Regions from separate parts of the Mus musculus genome. Here all the other regions are linked to region 4. Evidence: chromatin contacts called from public HiCAR-type and promoter capture Hi-C data. All regions are on one chromosome and are shown on one strand. The core of a region is the stretch at or near the end of the contact, and the rest is flanking DNA. Distances in the headings are between cores, read along the strand shown. Region 1 holds the start of A930007A09Rik (RIKEN cDNA A930007A09 gene). Region 2 holds the start of Pdxdc1 (pyridoxal-dependent decarboxylase domain containing 1). Region 3 holds the start of Ufd1 (ubiquitin recognition factor in ER-associated degradation 1). Region 4 holds the start of Yars2 (tyrosyl-tRNA synthetase 2 (mitochondrial)). Region 5 holds the start of Mrpl40 (mitochondrial ribosomal protein L40). Region 6 holds the start of Parn (poly(A)-specific ribonuclease (deadenylation nuclease)). Region 7 holds the start of 2510002D24Rik (RIKEN cDNA 2510002D24 gene).

The links. Promoter capture Hi-C pulls out the DNA fragments that hold promoters and counts their contacts. HiCAR-type assays count read pairs that join an accessible place to other places.
Region 1: a promoter capture Hi-C map of liver shows a contact between it and region 4, with 6 times the contacts expected there. The contact joins the promoter of A930007A09Rik here to the promoter of Yars2 in region 4. A contact is called at or near these places in 2 of 39 promoter capture datasets (liver and pre-B cells).
Region 2: a contact with region 4 is called in a HiCAR-type map of astrocytes, with 4 times the contacts expected there. The contact joins the promoter of Pdxdc1 here to the promoter of Yars2 in region 4. A contact is called at or near these places in 2 of 39 promoter capture datasets (cranial neural crest and liver), 1 of 115 datasets of contacts at active chromatin or transcription factors (astrocytes) and 1 of 9 other capture datasets (liver).
Region 3: a contact with region 4 is called in a promoter capture Hi-C map of liver, with 10 times the contacts expected there. The contact joins the promoter of Ufd1 here to the promoter of Yars2 in region 4. A contact is called at or near these places in 3 of 39 promoter capture datasets (erythroid cells and liver), 1 of 484 Hi-C or Micro-C datasets (CD4 T cells) and 1 of 9 other capture datasets (adipose tissue).
Region 5: a contact with region 4 is called in a promoter capture Hi-C map of liver, with 8 times the contacts expected there. The contact joins the promoter of Mrpl40 here to the promoter of Yars2 in region 4. A contact is called at or near these places in 2 of 39 promoter capture datasets (both in liver) and 2 of 9 other capture datasets (adipose tissue and liver).
Region 6: a promoter capture Hi-C map of liver shows a contact between it and region 4, with 6 times the contacts expected there. The contact joins the promoter of Parn here to the promoter of Yars2 in region 4. A contact is called at or near these places in 4 of 39 promoter capture datasets (hippocampal neurons, liver and pre-B cells), 2 of 484 Hi-C or Micro-C datasets (both in CD4 T cells), 1 of 115 datasets of contacts at active chromatin or transcription factors (astrocytes) and 1 of 9 other capture datasets (adipose tissue).
Region 7: a contact with region 4 is called in a promoter capture Hi-C map of liver, with 4 times the contacts expected there. The contact joins the promoter of 2510002D24Rik here to the promoter of Yars2 in region 4. A contact is called at or near these places in 2 of 39 promoter capture datasets (hippocampal neurons and liver).

What each region holds. Positions count from the first base shown.
Region 1 is chr16:13,752,390-13,756,435 of GRCm38.p6, forward strand. A930007A09Rik (RIKEN cDNA A930007A09 gene) reads left to right here and starts at 2,175. Exons shown (of 1, transcript NM_001357954.1): 1 at 2,175-4,046. The coding sequence starts at 2,255.
Region 2 is chr16:13,901,510-13,905,411 of GRCm38.p6, forward strand. It overlaps Pdxdc1 (pyridoxal-dependent decarboxylase domain containing 1), which reads right to left and starts at 1,636. Exons shown (of 23, transcript NM_053181.3): 1 at 1,406-1,636. The coding sequence starts at 1,426. It also overlaps a transcript of Mpv17l not described here.
Region 3 is chr16:18,811,008-18,814,598 of GRCm38.p6, forward strand. Ufd1 (ubiquitin recognition factor in ER-associated degradation 1) reads left to right here and starts at 1,287. Exons shown (of 12, transcript NM_011672.4): 1 at 1,287-1,410. The coding sequence starts at 1,408. It overlaps Cdc45 (cell division cycle 45), which reads right to left and starts at 965. Exons shown (of 19, transcript NM_001358206.1): 1 at 508-965; 2 at 298-357. The coding sequence starts at 558.
Region 4 is chr16:16,301,469-16,305,100 of GRCm38.p6, forward strand. It overlaps Yars2 (tyrosyl-tRNA synthetase 2 (mitochondrial)), which reads left to right and starts at 1,497. Exons shown (of 5, transcript NM_198246.2): 1 at 1,497-2,279; 2 at 3,068-3,235. The coding sequence starts at 1,516.
Region 5 is chr16:18,875,285-18,878,915 of GRCm38.p6, forward strand. It overlaps Mrpl40 (mitochondrial ribosomal protein L40), which reads right to left and starts at 1,353. Exons shown (of 4, transcript NM_010922.2): 1 at 1,187-1,353; 2 at 40-123. The coding sequence starts at 1,239. Hira (histone cell cycle regulator) reads left to right here and starts at 1,466. Exons shown (of 25, transcript NM_010435.2): 1 at 1,466-2,235. The coding sequence starts at 2,199.
Region 6 is chr16:13,666,106-13,669,581 of GRCm38.p6, forward strand. It overlaps Parn (poly(A)-specific ribonuclease (deadenylation nuclease)), which reads right to left and starts at 2,065. Exons shown (of 24, transcript NM_028761.3): 1 at 1,906-2,065; 2 at 1,429-1,506. The coding sequence starts at 1,924.
Region 7 is chr16:18,834,378-18,838,208 of GRCm38.p6, forward strand. 2510002D24Rik (RIKEN cDNA 2510002D24 gene) reads left to right here and starts at 2,203. Exons shown (of 3, transcript NM_001033164.2): 1 at 2,203-2,242; 2 at 2,329-2,496. The coding sequence starts at 2,219. Ufd1 (ubiquitin recognition factor in ER-associated degradation 1) reads left to right here. Exons shown (of 12, transcript NM_011672.4): 12 at 1-884.

The sequences.
Region 1 (4,046 bases), core at 925-3,424, 2.5 Mb before region 4:
GAAATCCGCCTGCCTCCGTCTCCCAAGTGCTGGGATTAAAGGCGTGCGCCACCAGGCCCGGCTCAAAACAGTAATAATAAAACCCTTGTTTTTAAATAAATGTATGAGTGTGTTTGACTTGTATACCTGATTTTATATATATATATATACATATATATATATACATATATATAATTGTATATATATGTGTGTGTGTGTGTGTGTTTATATACCTACAGTGATGTAACAATTTCTCACACATAAAGGGATCCTAAATGGAAATGGCTTGAGAGACTCTGGCAGTGAGCAACTGTTAGTACTTCTCAGTATAGCATCATCTACTGGCCATGTCACAGCCTCCTTATAGGCACCTGTTCTCTCATTTACAGAAGAGGAGATCAAAGCTAAGGGAGGTTAAAGATCTCAACTCAGGTCAGAAACTCAAATTTAAGCCTTCCTAATTCCAGTATAGAGACTTGCCTCAGGCTAAACTGGGCTAATTTCAAAGGATCTGACGAAGGATAACTCCAGCTTATCACCTTGCGGTCTACGTATGGCATGGTGCTGCACCCTTTATCATTAGGCAGATAATTCTGGTTGCCAGCCTTGAACACTCCTGCAGCCAAAGGGGAGAGATTTATTTCTTTTCATCTGGAGGTCAGACAGCAATGTGCAGAAGTCAGTTCTCTCTCACCATCACGTGGCTCCTGGCGACTGGACTCAGGCTGTCAAGTCTTTAGCTACTGAGCCATCATCCCCACCTGCTACTCATGTTTATAAGTTTATAACTTAAAATTTAAATTACAAAATAAAATTCTGCAACTATTTTGAAAAATGTCAAGCCTAAAGAACACAGGAAAGAACTGAATAATGAACACCTATACTTATTTCATCTATATTCTATAATTATGAACATTTGCCATATTGTTTTCTCTAATTATCTTTATACTTTATTAACTTTTTATTCTTTGACAATTTTATACATAGATTTCTTGATTATATCCACTTCCAACTTCCTGGACACACCTTCAGGTCTTTTTATTTTCATCCATTCATTTTGACACAGGGTCTCACAGTATAGTCCTGGTTGGCCTGGAATTCTCAAGTTAGGACAGGCTGACTTCCAACTCAGAGATCTGCTTGCTTCTGCTTGTTGAGTGCTAGGACTAAAGTCCTGCACTATCATGTCTGACCTTTTTAAAAACATTTTAATAGGGGCTGGTGAGATGGCTCAGCGGTTAAGAGCACTGACTGCTTTTCCAAAGGTCCTGAGTTCAAATCCCAGCAACCACATGGTGGCTCACAAACCATATGTAACAAGATCTGACACCCTCTTCTGGAATGTCGGAAGACAGCAACAGTGTATATAATAAATAAATAAATCTTTTAAAAAAAACACTTTAATAACCCTCTGATTCCAATTTGTATTGCTTGAATGCTCAGGCCAAGTAGGGACAACCTATCATTCTTTATTCCTTTATAATTTTCTATCTATACGTTTGAAAATGCTTAAGAGTAGTTTTCTCCAAGTATAGTGGCGTGTGCCTATAGGCCTAAGTAAATGTGGCCTGAACTACAGGCCTAAATCTATTTAAAATGTACCAAATGTTTTAAAATCCATCAAACACACACATAAAGGTCAACCTTTTTCTCCTTTCATCCTACCCTCTCCCTCCCAGCCTCTACAATACATGGTTGGTTGGCGGGGGTGGGGGGGGTGGGGGGGTGGGGGGGTGGGGTGGGGGGGGGGACGGACGGACGGACACGCGATGGGGTCTATTAGGTCCTTGGGCAAGTTTATCAACAGTCACCAGAGAAGATGGGAGTACAGACCTAACAACACTAGATGCTAACTGCACCTGAGGCCAAGAAGATTCTCGCCCCAGGTACCGCTAGTTTCATTGTCATAAATTCTACTTCTTTTTTTTTTTTTTTTCCATTTTTTATTAGGTATTTAGCTCATTTACATTTCCAATGCTATACCAAAAGTCCCCCATACCCACCCACCCCCACTCCCCTACCCATAAATTCTACTTCTTGATACACCTAAGGATCCCAGACTGAGAAAAGCTGCCCGGGCTAGCACTGGGCGCAAACGCAGAAGGTTCAGCAGGTCGTCGTGCGCACGCGCAGCTCCCTTGGCCCGCTCCAGTTTCCTGGTGTGGAGCAGAATGCCGCTTCCCGCCCCGCCCCTTGCGTTGCCATGGAGAGTGTCTAAAGCCCGCCTGTGGCAGCGCCCTGGGCCTGGTGTCCTCTGGCGGGGTTTGCGTGGAAGATGTTGAGCCTCTCGGAGCTTCCGCAAAAGAACACAGACTTGGCGGAGATGCAGTCCGGGCCCTTGGGTCGCTGCAGTCACTTTTTTTGGCTGGGCGTCGCCTTCGACGCGGTGGGTGTGGCAGTGCTGTTCACTGGCGTCTTCGCCAACTTGCTGTTCTACGACATGCTGCTCTATTTGGGTTCCATCATCATCTTCGTCAGTCTCCTGTGGTGGATCTCCTGGTACACCGGCAACATAGAGGCGCTCCCGGAAGACCCCTTGAGGGGGACTTCGCCCCGCGAGAGCGGGGTGCACCGTAGCGGCAGCCGTCGCTTCTCGCTGACCCTTAGGAGCGTCTCCGACACCTTTCAGCGGATTCGCCGGCGACGGCGGCGGCGACTCCACCCGCGGGTCGTCCAGCGGATCAGTAGCATCAGCTCTACGGACCCGGGGCAGCTAGAAAGGAACTGCGACGCCAGAACCTCGGGTGGCAGAGCGTTGTTCCGTTCAGCGAAGCCTGAGGCTGTTCTGAATCAGTTTAGCAGAGTCCAGACCTCTAAGAGCCTGCCTCTGGGCATTGTCCACACCGGTCTTTCCATTTGTACTTCTAGGAGTCAACCTGTCTTTTCAGTGACTTCGCAGACCTACCCTTTGGCGTCTGACAGCAATTCTCAGATGGCAATGTCCTCTGACAGCCATGTGTATTTGGACTCTCACTCTCAGGAGCACTCTAAAATCAGTGTGGCCTCTCAGATCTACCCTCTGGAACGAGAAGAAAGTCAGAGCCACCTCTTGGTGATCCCTGACAGTTTATCTATGGTACCCGTGACCTCTCAAAGCCAAATCCTGCCCTCTGTATCTTCTGAAAGCTGTGTGCCTTTGGGCCCTCACTCTCAGGGGCGCTCTAAGATCAGTGTGGCCACTCAGATCTACCCTCTGGAACGAGAAGAAAGCCAGAGCCACTTCTTGGTGATCCCTGACAGTTTATCTATGGTACCTGTGACCTCTCAGAGCCAAATCCTGCCCTCTGTATCTTCTGAAAGCTGTGTGCCTTTGGGCCCTCACTCTCAGGGGCGCTCTAAGATCAGTGTGGCCTCTAAGATCTACCCTCTGGAACGAGAAGAAAGCCAGAGCCATCTCTTGGTGATCCCTGACAGTTTATCTATGGTACCTGTGACCTCTCAGAGCCAAATCCTGCCCTCTGTATCTTCTGAAAGCTGTGTGCCTTTGGGCCCTCACTCTCAGGGGCGCTCTAAGATCAGTGTGGCCACTCAGATCTACCCTCTGGAACGAGAAGAAAGCCAGAGCCACTTCTTGGTGATCCCTGACAGTTTATCTATGGTACCTGTGACCTCTCAAAGCCAAATCCTGCCCTCTGTATCTTCTGAAAGCTGTGTGCCTTTGGGCCCTCACTCTCAGGGGCGCTCTAAGATCAGTGTGGCCTCTAAGATCTACCCTCTGGAACGAGAAGAAAGCCAGAGCCATCTCTTGGTGATCCCTGACAGTTTATCTATGGTACCTGTGACCTCTCAGAGCCAAATCCTGCCCTCTGTATCTTCTGAAAGCTGTGTGCCTTTGGGCCCCCACTCTCAGGGGCGCTCTAAGATCAGTGTGGCCTCTCAGATCTACCCTCTGGAACAGGAAGAAAGCCAGAGCCACTTCCTAGTGCCCATGCCCTCTGACAGTTTCCCCGTGGTACCCATGACCTCTCAGAGCCAAATCCAGGGATCTCTGGCCCAACAAAGCCATCTCCAGAATCTTCCTCTTGCCTCTCAAACTCCTGAAACTGATAAAGCTTCTAAGAGCCATA
Region 2 (3,902 bases), core at 386-2,885, 2.4 Mb before region 4:
GTTCTTCTTACTAGGCCCCAGCAGTACCTCCCTTGTACTCCCAGGACTCTAGTTTAAAACACCTCCAAAAGCTGCTAAATGTCCCTGGGGAACAAACCTAACCCAAAGTTGAGAATCGCCATTCCAAGTGAAGCTCATGGTACCAAAAAGTCGACACTATGCTCGTCAGAAGAATCAAGGAAAAAAAACATCTTTTTCTCTGATTGCTTTCCACCCAATTTATACTTGAAATAGCCGAGGAGCAAGATATGCCACTGTGTGCACATGAAGACATCTGGCTTAATTTCTACAATTACTGCTTTCAACAAGTCCTGTAATATCAGCAGTTTGGGAGGCAGAGGCAGGAGGATCACTTTAAGTTCGAGACCAGCCTAGTCTACAGAGAGTTACAGAAGAGCCAGGGTTACTTTCACAAAACCGGGGACTGAACAAGGAGAGATTGAAGAAGGGGGCGAGGGTTGGTGGGGAGGATGGAAGGAAGGATTGATTTCACTTGTAGGGAAAGCTAGGTTTTTACATCATACCGGATAAGCAGAATTTCGAGAAGGGACAGAGAGAAAAGACTGGGAGGACAGAACGTTAGGCACTGAAAGCACAGTCCATGAAGAAACCCAAGGACCTGTTTGTTCTCAATAGCCAGCCCTTAGATGGGAACAATTAGAGTCTATTTAACATGCCCGAGTAGGTAGCCAGATCCATCAAGCTGCTGTTGCCCCAAGGGGTGAGCAGGGCTAGACACAGGTTCCCATGGACTTGGAATTGACCTGAAGTCCTCTCATGATTCTCACTCAGAAAGAGGAACCCAAACGTAGTGAGACCAGCTGGGACCACCTCCTCTTCCCAGCCCCCAAATAAACTCACCAGTTACAGAATACCCAACCCTTTCTGGATACCAGGGGTTCTAGTCTGGGGTTTGCTTGCTACAGCATCGGAATCACGTGGGGAAACTTCTTAAACTCTACAAACTGAGTTCCCGCCCACCCGAGCTTGAGACCCGAGGCTGCAAAGCCATGTTTTCACCAAGGTCCCCAGGTGATTCCTACGCCCGCCAAAAGTTACAATTTGTCTCCTAACTTGGAAAGCACTGAACATCTGTGGCTTTTGCAGGGGCCTCCGCGACAACTAGGACTTCTTCCCGTACGCTTCTGGGGCCCACACCGATTGCTCCTGTCACCCTACAGGACCAGCGCGGGTTCAGGCCGGGTCCTACGCCGAGCCTCGGTAAAGCCAAAGCCGGCTCCGACAGCGCCGGGCCCACCTCCCCTCAGCCACCGGGCCCCGTGACGTGGCCCGGCCCGGCCCGGCCCGGCCGCCCTCCTCCAACGAGACTCCTTAGTCCTACGGGGAAACCAGTCGCCCCGGTGGCGAAGACCCGGGACCACAGCGCCGCCCGCTCCTTCCGTACCTTCTCCAGGGACGCGTCCATGGCTGAGGCGTCCGGTGCTGGGCCCGCGGTGCTGGGCACTACTTCCGCCTCCCGCGGCCCGCAGCGGTTTCCACGCTGGCAGCGCTGACGTCCTCCCCGCCCGCAGCCGGCGGGGCGGAGAGGAGGAGGAGCTGCCCCGCAGCGCGGCCCGCAGGTATCCTGCGGCTTGCTGAAGGCGGGGCTAGGCCCGTCGGGTGGGCGGGGCCTCCCGGGGCGGGGCCTTCTAGGCTTCCGTACTTGGGCGTCACGCCGGCCGGTCCTAACGCTGCTTGGTGGCAAGAACCCCGTCTATAGGGCGGTCCAACTTGAAGCCTGTGACGACCGTCGCAATGAGATATCCACCAGGTAAAATACTATCGACTCAGCTGCACGGCCCAAGCCAGGCTTTCAAGTCCTCCGCCGTCAACACCGGTCAGGAATGGAGTAGTTATTTACCTTAGCAGCCTAAGACCAGCGCTCACCCTTGCGCATGCGCGGGATGATGTATTTTGTCAGCTCTTTCCTCAGAAGTCCAGACAGAAAGGAATTCGAGGCCGCTGTTCTGGCGTCCTCCCTCATGTCACAATGATGGCTTGTCGGAGGATGGGTAATAATAATGATAATAGTAGGTCTGTTGCCTTTCCATTTTATATCAGAGCAGAAATTTGATATGGAGGTCATTATTATCCGTTTTAGGTTTAGTCCCTTGCAGCCCGGCAGTACACCTCATTATTCCCGCTTCACACCCGCTAGGTGGGGGTAGTGCGTTTTTAGTGAGTAAGAGCCCGTGGGATTTGTTTCCTACATTGCTCCACTACTGATGGGTAGGTGAAATGGGATCTTACCACCATTGTGGTCAGTGAAACTTCCTGCACAGAAGTCTGATGATGCTAAAAACCACAAAGCTATCCCTACCCTCTCTATTTCTTATGCAGCATGCTCCCCCAAACCCCCAGGTTGGGTCGGGTTGTCAGTGTAGTAATTATCTGCAGGCGGTCTCTACTTTGTATTTGGATAAATGGCCTGCTTGTGTTGTTAACATTTCCTAGCAAAGAAATCGTGTGTGCTGCTTTTGAGTGACTCTCCAGTTAACTGGAAAAAAAAAAAAAAAGTGATGAAATAGTGCCTTTTTTTTTTTTTTCCTTTCTTTTTTGGTTTTTCGAGACACGGTTTCTCTGTACAGCCCTGGCTGTCCTGGAACTCACTCTGTAGACCAGGCTGGCCTCGAACTCAGAAATCCGCCTGCCTCTGCCTCCTGAGTGTTGGGATTAAAGGAGTATGCCACCACGCCTGGCTTGAAATGGTGCCTTTCAAAGACTGAAAACTGATGTGCTCCTGCTTGAACAAAACAATGTGTTATGAAAATTTCCAAACCTGTAGAAAGGACAAAAGAATTTCGGTGAACAGTCATGTGCCCATTAGCTAGATTAGTTGCTATTTTCTTCTTTTTTTTTATCACATGTGTATTCAGATAACTATCCATCAATATTTGTGCTGGTACATTACAACTCTGAACACTTCAATATTATTAAAGACTTATTTTTTTTAGGCAGAGGTACAAGAAGTGTCTCCTCCTCCACCTCATGATTTGGAGGCTAGACTAGGAGAGATGCCGAAGTCCAAAACAACTTGGCTTGGTGACTCCAAACCAAACAGCTAAGGTGCTGATGGTAATGGTGGTTGCCACTAAGTCTGATGGACAGGGAGAACCATCTCCTGCAAGATGCTCTCCGACTGGCATATGCGTGCTTACACACTCACAATTTTTTGTAAGCAAATAGCAAAATAAAAACAAGCAAACAAAAACAGTGCACAGGCTGTAGAGATGGCTTAAGAGGTAAAGGCCTCTACCACTAAGCCCGGACTGAGTTTGATCCCTGAGACTCACAGTGGAAAGAGTAACAACTCTGGAGTTGTCCTCTGACTTTTGCATGTGGCACACATGCACACACACACAAGAGCTCACAAAATAAAAATGTAATAAAGATTTAAAAAAAGAAGCTCATAAATGTAACATTATCTCCAAGTAGTTAAAAAGTAGATTCAAGCCAAGCCTGGTGGTGCATGCCTTTAATCCCTGCACTTAGGAGGCAGAGGCAGGTAGAGCTCTGTGAGTTCTAGGCCAGCCTGGTCTACATAGAGAAACAAACCAACATCCCACCGCTACCCCCAAATAGACTCAACCTGTACAGACATATGGCTTGTATATGGTGAATGTTTACATCATTAGTATTTTTGAGTTAGGGTCTCACTATGTAGCCCTGGCTGTCCTGCTGTTCATTTGTAGACTGACCTGCCTTGAACTTGAAGCAATCCTCCTGTCTCCCAAGTGGTGTAAGCTATCACAGTGAAGTAAGAATTTCCTTGAGGGCTAGAGAGATGGCTTAGCAGTTAAAAACAGGATTCAATTTCCAACACTCACATGGCAGCTCACAGCTTTCATAATCTTTAGTCCCAGTGGAATCCAATGTACTCTTCTGGCCTCGACTGTGCATGC
Region 3 (3,591 bases), core at 37-2,536, 2.5 Mb after region 4:
CACTGTCACATCTCCTCTCTCAAATTCCATCTTTGAGAGGTCATTTACAAATTCAAAGATTTCAGAAGTGAAACCATTTTCACTTGGGTTACTGTATAAAACACTACGTACTTGTCTCACTGTTTGCACTATACTTCTCTCTAGCTCCAGTATAGGTCAGAGAGGATATTTTGGGTTCCTCACCTCCTGCCTGCTCCTTCTGGTCCCTCCCCTTCTGTGACCTACCCCCTGCTGGGGCCAACCCTGATCTGTCACCTCTCCCTCCTGTCCTACCTTCCTAAGGTATTCAAAGCTCACCTGGAGGATCTTGCAAGCACACAAGGCATCCACGTCCGAGGCCACAAAGAGAAGGACCCTCTGTAGAAGCAAACGTGGACAGATGAGTTGAACACAGGGACGCTAAACTCTGTGGCAACTCTCTGACCTCCCGGCCCATCCACGGACACTCGCCCTCTTCTCCCCAGCCCCCAGATAAGGTTTGGATCAGGATCGTGGAATGGGAGTCACCTGGTTGTGGACCGTCTCGTAGAACTCCTTGCGGAAATCGGTCACGAACATAGCCACAGCGGCGGATACCTAGAACTGGCGCTGAGACACGGACAGCCCCGGAGGTCGTCAAGACTCCCGCCAAATCACAGCTCTTCTGATTGGTCCACGCCAGCAGCCAATAATTCTTAGCCTTTCCTCCTTTCTGATTGGTTCCTACTGGGGACAGCCAATAATGCTCTGCTATTCGCAGCTGGATAAGACCCGCCCGTCCCTCAAAAAATGAAACATCTTTCCTCAGGCTGCGAACCTTGTTGCCGGTGTTGACGCTAACGTCCAGTCACCCAAAACCACCTATGTTTGGCAGACATCTTTACTTCGGGAAGGAAGGTCTATTATCTGACCCTGGCATACTTAGAAAACAATATACTCTTAGACATAAAGTAAATTCAGTCACACATTATTTGAATGTGTTTCCAATAAGTTTCCAATACACGGTTCGTCGAATTAGAGTGAGCTATAGATTACTTCCGCCCGAATCCATGATGGCCGGGATCAACGCCGGAAACTCTAGCTGCATTCTGGGTATTGTAGTCCGTAAGGAGAACGGCTCCTATCAAGTTGTTTGGAAGAGAGTACTATCTAAACATTATAAACAGTCGCTATCCTGTGAAATCAATTATCAAGTGTTTTAATGTTTACTTTAAGTAATATTCAAACCTCAGGCCTTCCCATGACTTTCTGTTTTTCCGCCGCTGACTTCAGGCCTCCGTACCCCATCCCCTGCGGTGTTCCGTCACTTCCGGCGAGCCTCTCGCGGTTTCTGGGTTTCAGAGCAGTGGCCTGGACTGCAAAGAGGGAGCTGTGGGTTTTTATTGTAAGGTTCAGGAAAAGAAGCGGCATCACCAAACGCTGTCAGTCATGGTGAGTTGACCGGGGATCGCGAACCGGATGATGCCAGAGTTGCCCCTGGAGCTGGCAGGGAGGGCCTGGACCTGGTGGCGGAGGTGCCGAGTCACCCGGGCCTGCGTCGGGCCCCGACACTGTCCCGAGAGCTTCTGTCCCAAGTGGGACCCATAATTACGAGCCACCTCTTTTCTTCTTAGCTTGTCCGAGTCATGACTCGAATGCCTTTCGGCGGGACAGCAGCCCCGAGAGTAAAAAGGAACCTGCTACTTTATGTCGATAGTTCTCATAAGTGCTCGACACGCAACAAGTTTCCATGAACTCGGAGTTAACTGGAGATTTCTTGGGGGAGTGGCGCGAGGGAGGAGAAAACGAAGGACATTAAGCTCAGCCAAAGTTCCCTGACCTTTTATTTAGTAGAAATCATGTCTTAGGCTGTATGTCACGTTGTGTTCATCACGTTGTGATAACGACAATAGGTAATATGTAGTGCGCCTTTTTTCTATCAACGTATACTTATTTAATTCCTGCATTCCCCATGGAACATAGGTACGTAGTTATTATATTTACCGGTAGAACTAAAACTTAGAGAGGTGGTACTCAGGAAAGTGAGGCTCAGAGGTTGGAAGTCAAGTCCATCCGGCTGCAGTGATGTCTCATCACTCCTGTATATAGTGTTGACTCCGTGCCATTTGTTTGTTTGTTAAAAACAAGAAGTGATTATTAGATTTTTATCCTGAGTGTCACAGTAAGTCCCTGTCTAAGTTCATTTACATAACCAGCACTGAGTGTTTGATGTGTTAGGCATAAAAGCTTTAAAGGAAGTAACATGGATGATAGAAGCTCATGTTCATTGGTGGCTGAGTTGGAAGGATACCGTTCGGGTGTTGCATACTTCATGTACGTTGTTTATGTTCCAGAGAGAAGCAGTAGGTTAGATGGATGGCATAGGTGAAGATGCTTTGACGAGCACACACCCCCCACCCCCCAACCCCATGGCTCAAAAAAGGGCTTTGTGGGTTATGCACCTAAGACTGAGTCACACAGTTCTGGTACTTAAAGAAAAAGATAAAAGACTGAAGCACGCCTTTAATCCCAGCACTAGGGAAGCAGAGGCAGGCAGATTTCTGAGTTCAAGGCCAGCCTGGTCTACAAAGTGAGTTCCAGGACAGCCAGGACGATACAGAGAAACCCTGTCTCGAATAAACCAAAAAAAAAAAAAAAAAAGACTGAAAACTTGTGTACTAGTAACTGAAGAACAGTTTATTGGTGGGGGATGTTGGTGTGCACGTGGGCTTGAGAATAGAAGCCTTCGGGTGGGTATGTGAGCCCGTATGTGCATGTGAAGGTCAGCAGACTGTCTTGGATGTAGTTCTTCGTGTCTTGACTTTGCTGGCTGGTATGAGAAAATACTTGATATGCAGTGTGCAGGTCTGTTCTGTGCTGTGAGCACCAGGAGAAGCACTAACTCTGACCCCTGCCAAAGCAAGGGAGGCTTGCTGAAGAAGAAAAAGCATTGTTACTGAAAGCCAGGTGGAGGAATACATACATGGGCATCTGCTTTTCACCACCTGCAATGCTCTTTTGGGTTTCTTGCCCAGTTGACACTCAGACATGTAGGTCTTTAATGAGGGTCTCCTCCTGAACACTTGGTTAACATCCATTCTCGGGTGCTCTCTGTCCCGATACCTGTTTCTTGTCTTTAAAACTCCTAGACATAGGTATTTTATTGTTATCTTCCTTGTCTTTCATATCAAGTTCCCCAGGGCAGAGGTGATATCTGCCTGCAGTACCCAAACATTACTAAAGTGATATCCCCTAAAGTCCAGATTGGAGCCACACAAATGGTAGGCACTCAGGAAAAGAGGTGGCTTCTAAGTTAAGGATGGTGGGGAAAGGGCTCCAGGTGGAGTTACAAGTCCAGAGACAGAAACGTTAGGTTAGGAGATGGTGGATGGTCAGTAATGAGTCTCTGTGAAGTGTATGTAAGGCCCAGCCTTGATCCATCTTGAGAATAGGGAATAGTAGCAGAAGAATAGGAGGGGAAGGCCTGGTTTTATATTTAGTAAAGTTGCACTGTCTATAGATAATAGAAACTGGACCTGAGGGATGAGTTTGGGAGGCACAAGAAGGATTTGAGGTTCACCGTGCCGCCGAGGTGGTCAAAAGAACATTCTGGTTAGTTGAGATTTTAGTTTG
Region 4 (3,632 bases), core at 247-2,746:
ACTGGCTTATTCCACATTGTTTGATCAGCCTGATTTCTTTTAGCACCCAGGACCACCAAGGGTGGTGTTTCTTTTGGGACCCTGGGACAAGAGACTCAGGTGCATATTTTACATATGAAAACAGATCTGGCTTCCAGGTTCTCTCAGCATCCCTAAGTCTCTACCTGGCATACCCTATCCCCAACCCTGTACATTCCAGCCCAGGGGATGGGCTGCCCTTCCCTCAGACGCTCTTTGCTATACAATCTACACATTTTGCTCTCTCTCTCTCTCTCTCTCTCTCTCTCTCTCTCTCTCTCTCTCTCCCCACCCCCTGCCACAAGCCCTTTCTCCCCCCCCCCATGGCGACCCCCCCTGGCCTCAATTCTAGGGGGACAGTAAATCTGCTTTATAATCTAATCTGGTTTGAATTGGCTCATTTTACCGGAGAAAGGACCTATCAAGAGGCACCACCCACAGTGAGCTGGTCCCTTCCACATCAATCACTGATCACCACTGGCTTGTTCATAGGCCACATTGGTTGAGGGCATTTTCTCAGTTTAAGTACCTCAATGACTCTAACTTTGTCAACTTGGCATAAAACTAGCCAGCACACCTCTACTGCAACTTACTCCTGGCTCAATTGTTCTCTGTCTCCCTCCATAACCCCTACTTCTCTCACAATGGTAGGTGATGGCCACAAATGGCACATTCTCAATAATGCTACTCCACATAAATCAGGGAGTTTTGAAAGTATGGCCCACGTCTACTCATATATGGAAATGTCAGAATAAATTCATTATTTTGTACAATTTGTGTACGCTAATTAAAATGTTTAAAGAAAATTAGTCAGAATCTACAATGGGACTTGGGGGCTGGCTCACCTGCCATACAATTGCAAATGAGAGTCCTCATCCTGGTGAGAGGATTCCTAAAAGCACCTAATATGTTATGACTTTGAATGACTCCAGTTTTTGTTATACTAAACACAGGGAGTTCTTTCCTGTTTTGACTTTCCTCTTGCTAGGAGGAGACTGCCACCTTCAGGACACCCACTAATGACGTGTGTGTGTGTGTGTGTGTGTGTGTGTGTGTGTGCGCGCGCCTGCCTGCCTGCCTGTACTGTGACGAGGCTCTCATTAACTGGGGAAACTGGTACAAAGAAATTTCGTCTCCACTCCACTCCGAGTTCTTTCTACAGGTCCAAGACTTATGGGACTTGAGCATCACAGCTTTTGCATGATCATTTAAACGACAGTAAACATTTGTCGAGCGCTTACTACACCGCCAAGTGCTTTCACCACAGCTGTGAGACAGGAAGTACTATCACGACATCCTCACTGAGAAAACGGGAATGAAATGATAGAGGAACAGCGGGGGCCGCAAGACGGAACTCAGTCGGTCCACATTCCAGGACTGCCTACAGCACCAAAGCCTAACAGGCCTCCCGCTACGCCCGAGCATGCGTAGAGAGACACCGAGGCGCCCGCGGTCGCAGGGCGACAGAGGTCCAGCATGCCTTGCGTGTCCCGCAAGATGGCGGCGCCCATGCTGAGGCGCCTGTGCCGCGTTCCGCAGTCCCTGGTCTGGCTACGAGGGTCGCGTGCGGTGCGCCCGGGCGCGCGGGGAATGCTGGTGGCACCGAGGGCCCGCGGCTTGTTCAAGGAGTTCTTCCCCGAGAGCGGCACGAAGACAGAGCTCCCCGAACTCTTTGACCGCCGCAGGGCGGGCTCGTCCCCCCAGACGGTGTACTGCGGCTTCGACCCCACGGGCGACTCGCTCCACGTGGGGCACCTGCTAACTCTGTTGGGGCTCTTCCACTTCCAGCGAGCCGGCCACAACGTGATCGCGCTCGTGGGAGGCTCCACGGCCCTCCTGGGGGACCCCAGCGGCCGGACCAAGGGGCGCGAGGCGCTGAGCGCCGAGTGCGTGCGGGCCAACGCGCACGCCCTGCGGCGAGGGCTCGAGGCCCTGGCGGCCAACCACGCGCGCCTCTTCGCGGACGGCCGGCCCTGGGGCTCTTTCACGGTGCTGGACAACGCGGCCTGGTTCCAGGAGCAGCACCTGGTGGATTTCCTGGCCACGGTGGGCGGCCACTTCCGCATGGGCACTCTGCTGAGCCGGCTGAGCGTGCAGTCGCGTCTCAAGAGCCCCGAGGGCATGAGCTTGGCGGAGTTCTTTTACCAGGTGCTCCAGGCCTATGACTTCTACTACCTTTTCCAGCACTATGGATGCCGGGTCCAACTGGGCGGATCAGATCAGTTGGGCAACATCATGTCTGGCTACGAGTTCATCCACAAGTAAGCTGGAATTGTTAGAGCCTACGGAAACCCGGGGACGAGTATACAGAAGTAGTGTGTTATTCGTTAGGAAGATTGTAAGTTAGAGCTGGGAGTTAGAGCTGCTGGAAGCAGACCGATATTCAAGATTTGGATTGTGTCTGTTTTCCCTAAGTCGCCTTTAGTTTCTTTAGAAATTGTTATTTATCCTGAAAATAATTGGACTTCTGTTTAGAACCGTGTGCACTAATTTAGCTTTTCGCCTCCATAAAGATTTTCACAGCGTTTTCTTTTTTTAAAGATTGATTTATTTATGTATGAGTGCTCCATCTCTATGTAACACCTGCATGCCAGAAGAGGGCACCAAATTCTTATATTATATCCCACATGGTTGCTGGGAATTGAACCCAGGATCTCTGGAAGAACCACTGAGCCACCTCTCCAGTCCTCACAGTTTTCTTGAGGAACATAGATTATATGGCTGGTTCGTGTGCTACACGACAAAACTCATTTAAAAATATTAAAAGCCACCTTCTAAATGTACCTCCTGGTATCCTTTCGCCCAACTTTGTCATTTTTCTACCTGATCCTTCAAAAATCAAGTCCTGTTGACCTGCTCAGGTGCATTCCTCAATTGCACTTAAGCACGACACATGTAGATATAAAATGCGTGTTTTTATGGTTCTTGAGGACCTGAGTCCAGACTGAGAAAGGGTTTTAAAAACATATAGTAAGTAACCAGACTTAAATGTGTACTGTGCTTGGTGGAACTAATTGTGCCTAACAGAATACCATGAATGTATGTGTAGGTTGACTGGAGAGGATGTGTTTGGAATCACTGTACCTCTAATTACAAGTACAACTGGAGCAAAGCTGGGAAAGTCTGCTGGCAATGCGGTTTGGCTAAACAGAGAGAAAACATCACCGTTTGAACTTTATCAGTTCTTTGTCAGACAGCAAGATGATTCCGTAGAAAGGTAAGCTTTAATAGGCATTTGAGAAAAATTAATATGTAGTTATGATTCAGTTTTAGCTAGTGAATCTTTTTCTTTGTAGGTTTTTTTCATTGATTCTATTTAAGGTGTAAATTATTATGTCACATGATATTGCCATTTTTATTTTTACGATACTAGAGTTGAACCCAGGGCTGAATGGCTATTTTATTAGGTAGGTGCTTAACTATTGAGCTACATCCCAGGTCTGGAGAGAAAAAAAAAATGCGATGTTCTAAGTTGCTCAAGACAGCCTCTGGCTTAAGTCTTACCTCTTACATCTTTTGAGGCTTGGAACTTAGCCATAGAATCCCAAAAGTAGGTAGCTGTTGTGAAGACACCTACTCATGTGAGTCTAAATTGTGTACTCTATCTTAATCTT
Region 5 (3,631 bases), core at 103-2,602, 2.6 Mb after region 4:
TCTCATACCCCAAGAGCTAAGGGTTATGCTGGATTTTACCTCATGGGGATGAGATCCCAGAAGGCCAGTAAGGAAGCTCTCTGGTGGGTGTGTCTGACGTGTGCCTGGCAGGTTCCAGGGATCCTGAAGGAGAGAAGGGTATGTATAAAGATCTGGGGAAAGAGAAGGCACATACACATAACTATAGGTCTTCCTAAAACCCGGAGGATGTTTGTAAGTATCTATTTTGTATTTTTTTCAGACAAAAGTCTCCCTAATTCGGGCTATCTTGCAACTTGAGACAATTTTCTTGCCTCAGCTGCTCCACCATGTCTAGTTCATTTGTATTAGGCCAGCAAGGTCAAAGTGAGGAATTTACAGAACTCTGTTTCTCACTGGGGCAGAGCCTTTACTTGCTCTGGCAGGATCTTCTTCTTCTTCTCCTTCTTCTTCCGTCTCTCTGTTTCTTTCTGTCTCTCTCTCTCTCCCCTTCTCTGTCCCCTCTCTTTCTCTGCCTCTACTCTCTTCTCAATTCCCCTTCCCATACCCACAAATAAACTCTATTCTATACTAGACCTGTCTAGTATATGACTGGTACCTCGAGGAAGGAAGGAGGGATGCTTCAGTGTGGACCACTGAGTAAAGTACCCCCTCCCACTGTACTATACGTCCCTTCTATAAAACATATCCTTGGATTTTTAAAAACACATTGCTCTTCTTCCTTTTTTTTTTTTTTTTTTTTTTTTTGGGTTTTTTTGAGACAGAGTTTCTCTGTAAAGCCCTGGCTGTCCTGGAACTCCCTTTGTAGACTGGGCTGACCTCGAACTCAGAAATCCGCCTGCCTTTGCCTCCCAAGTGCTGGGTTTAAAGGCGTGCTCCACCACGCCCGGCGTCTTTTTCTTCTTTTTAAAAATGGGGTGTAATATAGCCAGGTTTGTATGCAGCTGTTACGACCTTGACTTTCTGACCTAGCCTCCACCTCCATAGTGCTGGGGTTGCAGGAGTAGGCCACCACTTAAGCACGACTTAGGCTTCACACTTGTTAGGCAAATAGCCTGTTAAGTGAGTACACTTCCAGTTCGGATTTTCATCCGCAACAGATGCGGTAGGCTCATGCCCAGAAATAATCTGCGAGCACTAGCGAGCAGCTACGGGGCAAAGCCCGCGCACGCGCCCTGGGTATTCTGCCACCCGCGGCTACACTCACCAGCTCCGAGGCCGCAGAGCCCGCGCAGCACACAGCATCACCCCGGTAGCCATAGTTTTTCACGCCACCCGCTGGCGGGCAGCTTCCGGGAGCACGCCCCTGGGCGGTCCGACCTGAGGTACCCGGTCGGGTCTGGCAGGCCTCGGCCCGGAACTCGCGGGTCTGGGATTCCGAGAGGCGGGCCCGCAGCTGGCCCCGCCCCCGACGCAGCCCCGCCCCGGGCAAGCAACGGTGGCTTCGCCGCGCCCTTTTGCGGGCGTCCCGCCTTCTGTGGATGCTGCGGTGTTTTCCTGCTCTCTGCTCCGCCTGGCCTATGTGTTTACATCTATGAAAACGCCCCGCTCTTCTAATAAATGCGCCCGTCTGGCCCCCTATCCTTCACCAGCCTAGTTCTTTTATGCATGCAATCGAGCTCAGGGCCCGCTGCCGTCTGCCGCTAGATGCATGCTGGCGCCCGCCCGGCTGGCGCTCGCGAGATGCCCAATAGCGCGAATTGATGGATGGCGGAAGCTAGTTACTAAGCTGGACTCGGAGCCGCGGAGGTAGAACTAGAGATCTGCACACCACCCTGGTTCTGCATCGCCGGGCGGGATCTCAAGGCTTTGCCAGCCTGCTCACACCGACCCTCATCGGCGACCACATCAGTGGCAGCGGAGTATCCCCGTCCTCCCCCCCCTGTCTACCGAAGAACCGAGGCGGCCCGGTCCGCGTAGGGAGCGGTTTCCCGCCGGGGCGATTTGGCAGGTGCGCGCCGTGACTTCCGGCGTTGCCCGGGAGCCGCCGGAGGAGGAGCGGCGCAGGGGATGCGGCTGTGGCGGCGGCGGCGGCGGCCGAGCGCAGGAGGCGGCTGTGGCGGCGGCTGGGGGCACGGGCCGGCGATGGCGCGGCGGCGCTGAGGGCAAGGGTGGGCGGCGGCCGGAGGGCGGGCGGCGCGGGAGGAAGCTGCGGCAGCTCCATGGCCCAGGCGTGCTGAGGGACACGGCTCTGGCTTCAGCCCGGCAGCGGCCGAACAATGAAGCTCTTGAAGCCAACCTGGGTCAACCACAATGGTGAGTGCACGCAGGAGTCGTGGGCGGCCGAACCTGCATCGGGGTGGGGTCTGGGATTGGCTTGCGGCGGTGCTCAAGTCCTGCCCACCTTGTCCAGACGCTGGTGCCGGGTGCTGGAGCTGCAGAACGGGCAGGAGCAGACTTTGTCCCCGGCTCTGGGACACCGGCGAGCCCGGGCACGTGCTTCGGGCTGGTTGCAGCGAAGTCCGCCTTTGCCTCAGGCAATGGCGCTGTGTCCTGCGCCGCCCACCCTTAATCTGGGATGCCTGGCTCTGGTGAGCCGGCTTGGGTACCGACCTGGTGCTGCCATCCGGCTTCACCATCCAGTATGTGCTCAGATGGTTGTGAGTATGAAACTGGGGCGACATCCCCCTTGTGGCCTTTCAGCGGCTCGGTGAATCTGCATGAGATACTTACTGGCTGTATTGCCCTTTCTGAGGCCTGGAGTTTGTGACAGTGCCCCCACTCGGGCTATTGCGATCCTGGAATGGGAAGGGCCTGGGCTCAGGTCCTACGGAGGACCACGAAAGAACCACGTTTAATGTAAGGATTGGGGCTTCAGATGACTAAGATTGGGGCCAGTGGTGCACAGGAGACAAGCGACTTTGGATCCGTGATAGTGACTTCAAATAGCAGATTCCTACACCCTGGTGGAGAAAGCAGCCGGTGGCATCCAGTTTTGTCGAGAACTACTGCAGGAGGTTGTTTGCTCTCTGCCGAGCGAGTGAGGAAGAGCTAGAGCCTTTCCCCCCAGCTAGTACTTGAGTCTCTGGAAGGACCCGAAGGAAGCACGAGGAAGCAGCCAAGCTCTGCTGAAAGAGGAAGGGTCTTTCCTCCTTTCTACTTTGTATTGCATCTAGAGGGAGCTACAGTTGTGTGTGTGTTTTTGTGTGTGTGTGCGCGCGCCCGCGTAAAAGAAGGCAAGTAGATGCATTTTTCTCTTTTTAAAAATCCACGTGGCCAAATTTAAAAAAAAATTGGTCCTGGGTGCTTTTTATTCACAGCCGAACTTTTTTTTTTTTTTTTTTTTTTTTTTTGGAGGGGGAGGGGGCGTTCACAAGGAAGATCGTAGACGTAGACTGGGTACGACATGCTCTCTACATTAAACAGTATGATTCTGAAGTTCAGCTAAGAACAGATTTTAAAGTTTGGAGCCTAGTCCGAGCAGTGGTGGAGCACACCTTTAATCCCAGCACTCAGGAGGCAGAGGCAGGCGGATCTCTGAGTTCAAGGCCAGCCTGGTTTACAGAGTGAGTTCCAGGACAGCCCGGGCTACACAGAGAAACCCAGTCTCGAAAACACACACACACACACACACACACACACACACACACAAGTTTGGAGGCAAGAAGGTTCAAAGTTCATTTGAAATCTAGGTGATGGGGAGGGGAAAGAA
Region 6 (3,476 bases), core at 815-3,314, 2.6 Mb before region 4:
AACATTCATCTGTGCTGTGGGTGTAGTTCACTGGTAGAAGTGCTTGCTTGCCTTGCACATGAGGGCCTAGGCTGGATTCTTACATTCACAGAGAAATCATAATTACAGGATGGAGAGATGGCTCAGTCAGCAAACTGCTTGCTGTGTAAGCGTGAGGACCTGAACTGGAATCCCTAGAACCCATGCAAACAGCTCCGTGCAGCACTGCCGAGAGCAGCGGATCCCTGAAGCACACTGGGCGACCAGGTGCATTGCAGGTTGAGACACTGCCTCAAAAAATAGAGTGTGGTTGAGGAAAAGCATTCAGTGTTGAACTCCAGCATCTATTCATGCACATGTGTGTACACATACTTAAACGCATACGTAGCACATGTGGGTCTACTGAGCTAACCAAGGAAGACTTGTACTAAAGCATTAAGTAATATCCTTATTTGTCGTCTAAGTACAGCCCTGGCCAGTCTCACAATACTATAGGTTTCCTCTTACATGATGTGTCTAGAGTGGTCACAATCAAAGACAAATGATGGCTGGTAGAGGCTAAAGGGAGTAATAGAATAATTCCATGAGTAGTTATCTATTTAAGATAGAAAAAGCCGGGCGTGGTGGCGCACGCCTTTGATCCCAGCACTTGGGAGGCAGAGGTAGGCGGATTTCTGAGTTCGAGGCCAGCCTGGTCTACAGAGTGTGTTCCAGGACAGCCAGGGCTATACAGAGAAACCCTGTCTCAAAAAACCAAAAAAGAAAAAAAAAAAAAAATCCAGAACTGGAGGATACCAGCTGGACAGCAACATGAGTGTAGTTAATGCTACCAAATTCCAAAACCACTTAAGAACAAATGCAATAGAGCTAGGAAATGTCTTGAAGCGTAAAGTGCTTGCCATGCAAACACGAGGACCTGAGTTTGGACCTTCACCATATAAAAACTGAGCATGTCAGCACACAGTAACAGGACCCCACAGCTGTCATCCTGGCACCTGTAACCCCAGCATGGATCTTGTAGGAGAGACAGATTCGGGGGGCCTGCTGGCCAGCCATCTTAGTAAAATACCCAGCTCTAGATTCAACAAGAGAAACACGTTGAAAACTTATTTTAAACATAAGCTACCCAAAAACAACCTCTGGCCTCCACTCATCATATACATATACATATTTGTGTGTGTGTGTAGTGTGTGCATTTCGAAATGATAAACTTGGATAGGTGTATTTTGTCACAGGAAAAAGACCTCAACCTAAACCCCCTGCTTTTTAACCATATACACCTAAATTAGTTTAAACAGCACCAGAACCATAATCTCTATCCAAAAATCTCACGCCCTGACCAACCACAAAACCACATCTCTCCCAGGCTTTTGCCATGACCAGTGAGGAAGGAGGCAGGGAGCCTTTGCAATACAAGGTGTAAGCCCAGAGCTTTCAAGGGAGTGATACCTGAAAACTCCCCATCGATGGCGAAGAAGTCAGCCTCCTCTATGGCCTGGTACACTTTGTGAAGATTAATCTTAAAATCTGCAGAGAAACCAAGAAAAGGCTCAGAACAGGTGGCCTGCCTTCCTGCCCACCAACTAAAGGGAGATGGGAGAAAGGGCCGGAGGAGCTCCCGGGGCATCGGAGAAGCGGAATAAGTGTTCAAGGACCACAAGGGACACCTCCTCCAGGGGTCACTAGATAAAGTATGCACGACTGAAAAGGGCTAGCCCTGAGCAGGTGAGCAGGGAAAAGAAAGGCATGGATGCCAAAGGTGCACGCTTTGCAGAGCGACAAGTCCCACCAGCAGCACCGCTTTTCAGAGGAAGTATTGCCCGGCGGGACTGACTTGTCCCGGGCCCCGCTAAACTCGAGAGGTCTGGGCCTAGCACGCTAGGTGGGCTTGAGGACAGGGATGGGGGTTGTGCGGCGGACACGCACTGCTCCGGATTATCTCCATCCTGCGGCGCAGACGGAACCTTGGCCCCGCCCAGGCTGACGCCGGTCCACGCGCAGAGTTCCGCAGCAAAAGCAGCGTGGGGATGTCGGAGGCCGCCACGAAACAGCACAGGACACTTCCGGAAACAGCGCGCGCCGCTGCGCCTGCGTCAGATCTGTGTCACGTTAGGGGCGGAGCCCGGGCCCTCCGGGCTGCCTAGAAAGGAAAAAGGGGCATTGCTATCAAAGTCTCAAGGCCTGGCCCATATGTTGGAGAAGTTTCCTGTCCTGAACCTGGTTGATCAAGAGACATATGGACTGGTTTCCCCTGGGTCTATAATTCCAGTCTGAGAAGGATGAGGCAGGAGAATTTGCAAATTCGAGGCCAGCTTAGGGAACATAATGAGAGTCTGTCTAAAAATTTTTAAATTAATTTTATATATACAAATATATAATTCTTGCTTAATTTGTGGGGTAAAGTGTTGGAGAAGTATACGTGCGCATTTGTGTGGCGGTCGGTGATCACTAGTAGTAAGCAAAGAAGGACCTCCCGTGGCTGTTCTTGTTCTCCACCTTCCTTGAGACAGGGTCTCTCTCACTGACTGAACTTGTTTCAGCCGGAGTGGCGCCTAAAATGCCAGTCTCTGACTCCCAACACTGGGTTTACAAGATTGCAGGGCTGTGCCTAGCTTTTTTTTCATGGGTGCTGGGGATTTGTCCATGAGTCTGGATGACTCCACAGCAAGTGCTCTTACCCACGGAACCATCTCTATGCCCCATATTGACTGAGTTCCGGTTCTATGCCACTCTGGTAGAAGAGAGACACTGTGATGACAAATCATGGTGGTTGTCCCATTGCAGCGTAAAACTTGGATAAGAAGAAAAAAAAAAAAAAGCCAGGCAGACATCAGACTTGCTACTTGGAAACATGATAGTTGCTATGGAGATAAAGAGCAAAATTCTGCAGCAGAGAGTGTTAGGTAATCAGAAAAGGCAGAGCCATTTTTGGGAGCCTACTTTGTGACCTAACACTCTACAAAAGTGGCAAGTACTCTTAACCTCTGAGCCATCTCTCCAGCCCTACATTCAGCTCACCTCAAAGAGTTTCAGGATTTTGTTAGCCAGCCCCTGCTGGCTTATTCCAGAGATAAAGTGTTCACAGGGGCTAGATAGTTGGCTGTTAACAACTGTAATCTTTCCAATATTTATCCTCCAAAGAGTAAATGAGACCCCGTGTGATGGCTATTCTTGGGTGTCAACTTGACAATATCTGTACTAAGCTACAATTCAGAAATGGAAGGCACACCTGTGAGAGATTTCCTGCTTGATTTACAGTGAGTGAATTCACTTCTAGTCCAGACCTCTGAGGTAGGAAGACATACATGCTTAATCCAGATCTTGAGGCAAGAAGACACACACCTTTAATCTAGATCTTGAGGTAGGAAGACACAACTCTAATCTGGGCCAACCTTCTGCTGGCAGCCTATGTAAGGACCTGGAAGAAGGAAGCGCTTACTCTTTGCCTGCTTACCCTGTAGGAAGTCCATTCCTTCACTGGCATTGAGGCCCTCCTT
Region 7 (3,831 bases), core at 953-3,452, 2.5 Mb after region 4:
GACAAGTTCAGAGATACTCTGTTATTTATGGTTTGTTTAAAGTTACCTGAGAACTATCAAGCTTGTCCTGGATACAAAGCAGCAGAACTTGGAGGTTGTGTGCTTGATCTGGGGGAGAGAGCGCTGGGGTCCTCTAGGTGGTGGCCTCCTCCACTCCCTAACTCCAGCTTCAGGGCCCTCACAGCCTCAGCAGAGCAGCTCCCGATTCCTGACTCACTCTTCTTCCCCATGTCTGTTCATGGTGCAGTGTCTTTAGCCCATCATGGCTACTCAGGCCAGCACTTGAGTACCAGACAAAGATGGCCTCTGTTTTTATTTACAGTGACTCAGAAGGGATCTCATCCAGATGAAAGCGCTCTCATTTTAATCTGCTCGCTCTCAGTGAATTCCATGATGAAGCCAGATATGAAAGGCAGAATGAATACATGCTTGAGTAACGTGCCCCCGTTACATTTATTTTTTATTATTATTTTTATTTATTTTTGTGGCTTTTCAAGACAGAGTTCCCTGGCTGTCCTGGAACTCACTTTGTAGACTAGGCTGGCCTTGAACTCAAAAATCCACCTGCCTCTGCCTCCCAAGTGCTGGGATTAAAGGTGTGCGCCACCACTGCCCGCCCTCCGCTACATTTATTACCCAAGGTTCTGATGGTTTGTCTGTTTTTCAAGTGCTAGGATTGAACCAGAACCTCGTGAATATTAAGCATGCCACACACTCTGCCACTGAGGCTCCCCCATACCCCATTTTCTTACTGTTTTATTGTCTTCAGATCTGCACTTTGTATGATGTAAGGTCTTTTGACATGCTGATCCAGCTATTTAAAATTTGTTCCCTGAGAATAATTCTTATTGAAGAATTAAATAAACTGATTAAAACTCGCCTCTAGTTTGATATGGTATGTTGTAGATTGGTGGTATGGGCCACTAGCCAGAAGTCATAGGAAGGCCCCCTTGCAGCAGCACCCTACTTCATCCTGTCGTTAGAGACTATTTCCGAGACTTGTGGAGGCTGTAGGGATGGATGTCACTCCCTGATGCTTGGAGTGGAGCTGGTCAGGCCTAGCAAGGTCCTCATGGAGGGTGCACTTTCCCTCTATGTTTGTAGTTCCAGAGTGTGTCCATTTGCTCTTAGAAATATCCATAAACTTAATTGGCTCCTAACTCTGGCACATACATCATTACTGGCCAAATGTGGCTCTGGAAGGCATAAATGCTGTGGTAACCTGCCCGACCTGTCCTATGGGGCTGTCTCAGTTTCCCTAGCAGTAAGACAGCTTTCATTTGTAGGATTCTGTTAGCTAACTTGGTCAGGCTGGAAAGAGCTCAGTTAAGCACTTGTTCGTGCAGAGGATCCAGGTTTGCTTCCCAGCACTCACATGGTGGCTCATAGCCTGTAATTATAACTGTAACTCCAGTTCCAGATGATCTAAGTATATGTGTTGCACATACATAGTTATACACACAAGTGCACTAATAAAAATGTGACTGCATGTGTAGATAAGAGTACAGTGCTCAGGAGTCCCTTCTGTCGCCTAGAAGGATCAAACTAGGAGGGATCAAACTCGGGTCCTTGGTTCTGTTCACAAGTTTCTCTACAGCTGAGTCATCTCACCTTATGATCTCCAGTTAGGTTTTTTTTTTTTTTTTTAAATTGTTTTTGTTGTTGGGTTTGTTTCCTTTTTGAGACAGGGTCTCACTAATATATATATATATATATATATATATATATATATATATTCCTTTCTGGTCTAGAACTGACTCACTGAGATGTCCCTGCTCTTGTTTCCTGAATGCTGGGATTAAAGGTGTGCAACCCTGAGCCTGTCACTTCTAGGAGAACTTCTTTCACCCTTAGTCATCCTGCACTGCCTTCCTCCTCTCCATACACCAAATCAAGCTCACCTACACTCTGTGTATGCTCAGGCTACATACCTGCAATTTCAGTCCGCCAGGTGGGTTACTCAAGAGTTCAAGAGTCTGTACTTCAAAAACTGAACCACATACGGATTTGAAAAATAAAAAACTGGGAGAACTGACCAGAACTCCTGTTTTTTCCGAATGCTAATTAATACCTTATGTGACTTTGAAGCCAAGCCATCGGCTAGACACCAGGTAGTGTGGCCTCTGACTATCAGCCACTCAGTGCAGACGTCCTGTTTAGTGCGCGTTTGCTTGGAGCTCATTGGTTCATGTCCCTGTCAGTCACACGGGGCCTGGACATGGCGGTCGCAGGGAGCTGGCAGGTGAGTGTGCTTGGCTCCTGGGCTCCTGGGCTGGGTGGGATCAGGCCCTGGGGGCTGCCCGCGCTCTCCGCTGTCTCTCCCCGCAGCCTCCCCGGCCGTGCGAGGTCTACCGCGCCGAGTGGGAGCTCTGCCGCAGCGTCGGGCACGTCCTACACCACTACTACGTCCACGGCAAGCGGCCGGATTGCAGGCAGTGGCTCCGCGACCTGACTAACTGCCGCGAGTGGGAGGAGAGCCGCAGCGCCGAGGCCCAGGTGCGGGCTGGGTGTGGATGTATGCGCAGATCCTTGGGGCAACTCTCTCGTGTTTCTCTCCTGAGTACCAAACTGCGTTATCAACGAGACTTTAGACAGCCTCAGTTACGGGGTGGGGCGGCGCGGGGAGGGGGGCGCAGAAGGAAGGGAAGTATAGAGAGGCTTGGAGAGAGTAACCTTATAGCGTTAGAGTCATCAGCTTGACAGCAAGCTTGCCTTCACCCAGCCCTTGGGGATAGGACGGAGGAAGAGAAAAGCCAACGTGTCTGGAGCACGAGGGTGGGCTATAGAGGGCATAAGAATGAGTCCAAGAGCACCTAAAAATGTTCCAGTACTTGTGAATTGAGTTATCTTTGGCAGGTCAGTCTGGACCTGAGAGTGTGAAGGGTACTGTAGAGGACAGAGACAAGTATGGAGGCTGTTGCTGGACCTTTTCGAGGGAGATGTGAAGAAACCTCTACTTACTCTAGATAGCCATGTAGACATGGCGAAAGTAAAAAACATGGCGGAAAGCAAAAGACTGGAAACTTAACTGTCTGTAACTATATGTCAGCTATCATAAATTAGTGTAAGAAACAAAGATGTTTCTGAATAGAGAAATGGCCAGGGTCATGGAGAAGCAATTCACCGGGAAACTCAGAACACAGAAGCAATTATTTCTTTATTTTATTTTTATTTTTTTTTATTTATTTTTTTTTGTTGTTGTGATTGAGACAGGGTTTTTCTGTATAGCCCTGGCTGTCCTGGAACTCACTGTAGACCAGGCTGGTTTTGAACTCAGAGTTCCGTCTGCCTCTGCCTCCTGAATTCTGGGATTAAAAGCGTGTGCCACAACCACTAGGCTTCTATATAGTTTTTAAAGTACTTTTATTCTTATTTTATGTGTGTTTTTCCTGCATATTTATCTGTACCATGTGAATCTACTGCCTGAGGGTCCTCTGGAACTGTAGTTTCAGATGGTTGTAAGCTGATGTTTGAGTGCTGGGAACCGAATCCCAGTCCTCTGGAAAGCAGCCTCTAACTGCTGAGGGATCTCTCTAGTCCTTACAAGCCTTTTTAAAAAGTCTTTGTGTGTGCGAGTGCGTGGCATGCGTGTGTATATATGTGCACACATTGCATGTAGAGAGACCCTCTGTTGACATTAGGCATCTTCCTCAGTCACTTCCCACCTTATATACTGAGGCAGGATCTCTCTGAACTTGGACGTCTCCATCTCCTGAGTGCTGGGACTACAGGCATTCACCCACATACTAGGCCCCTATTTGCTTCTTTGTTTTGTTTTGTTTTGTTTTGTTTCGAGACAGGGTTTCTCTATATAGCCCTGGCTGTCCTGGA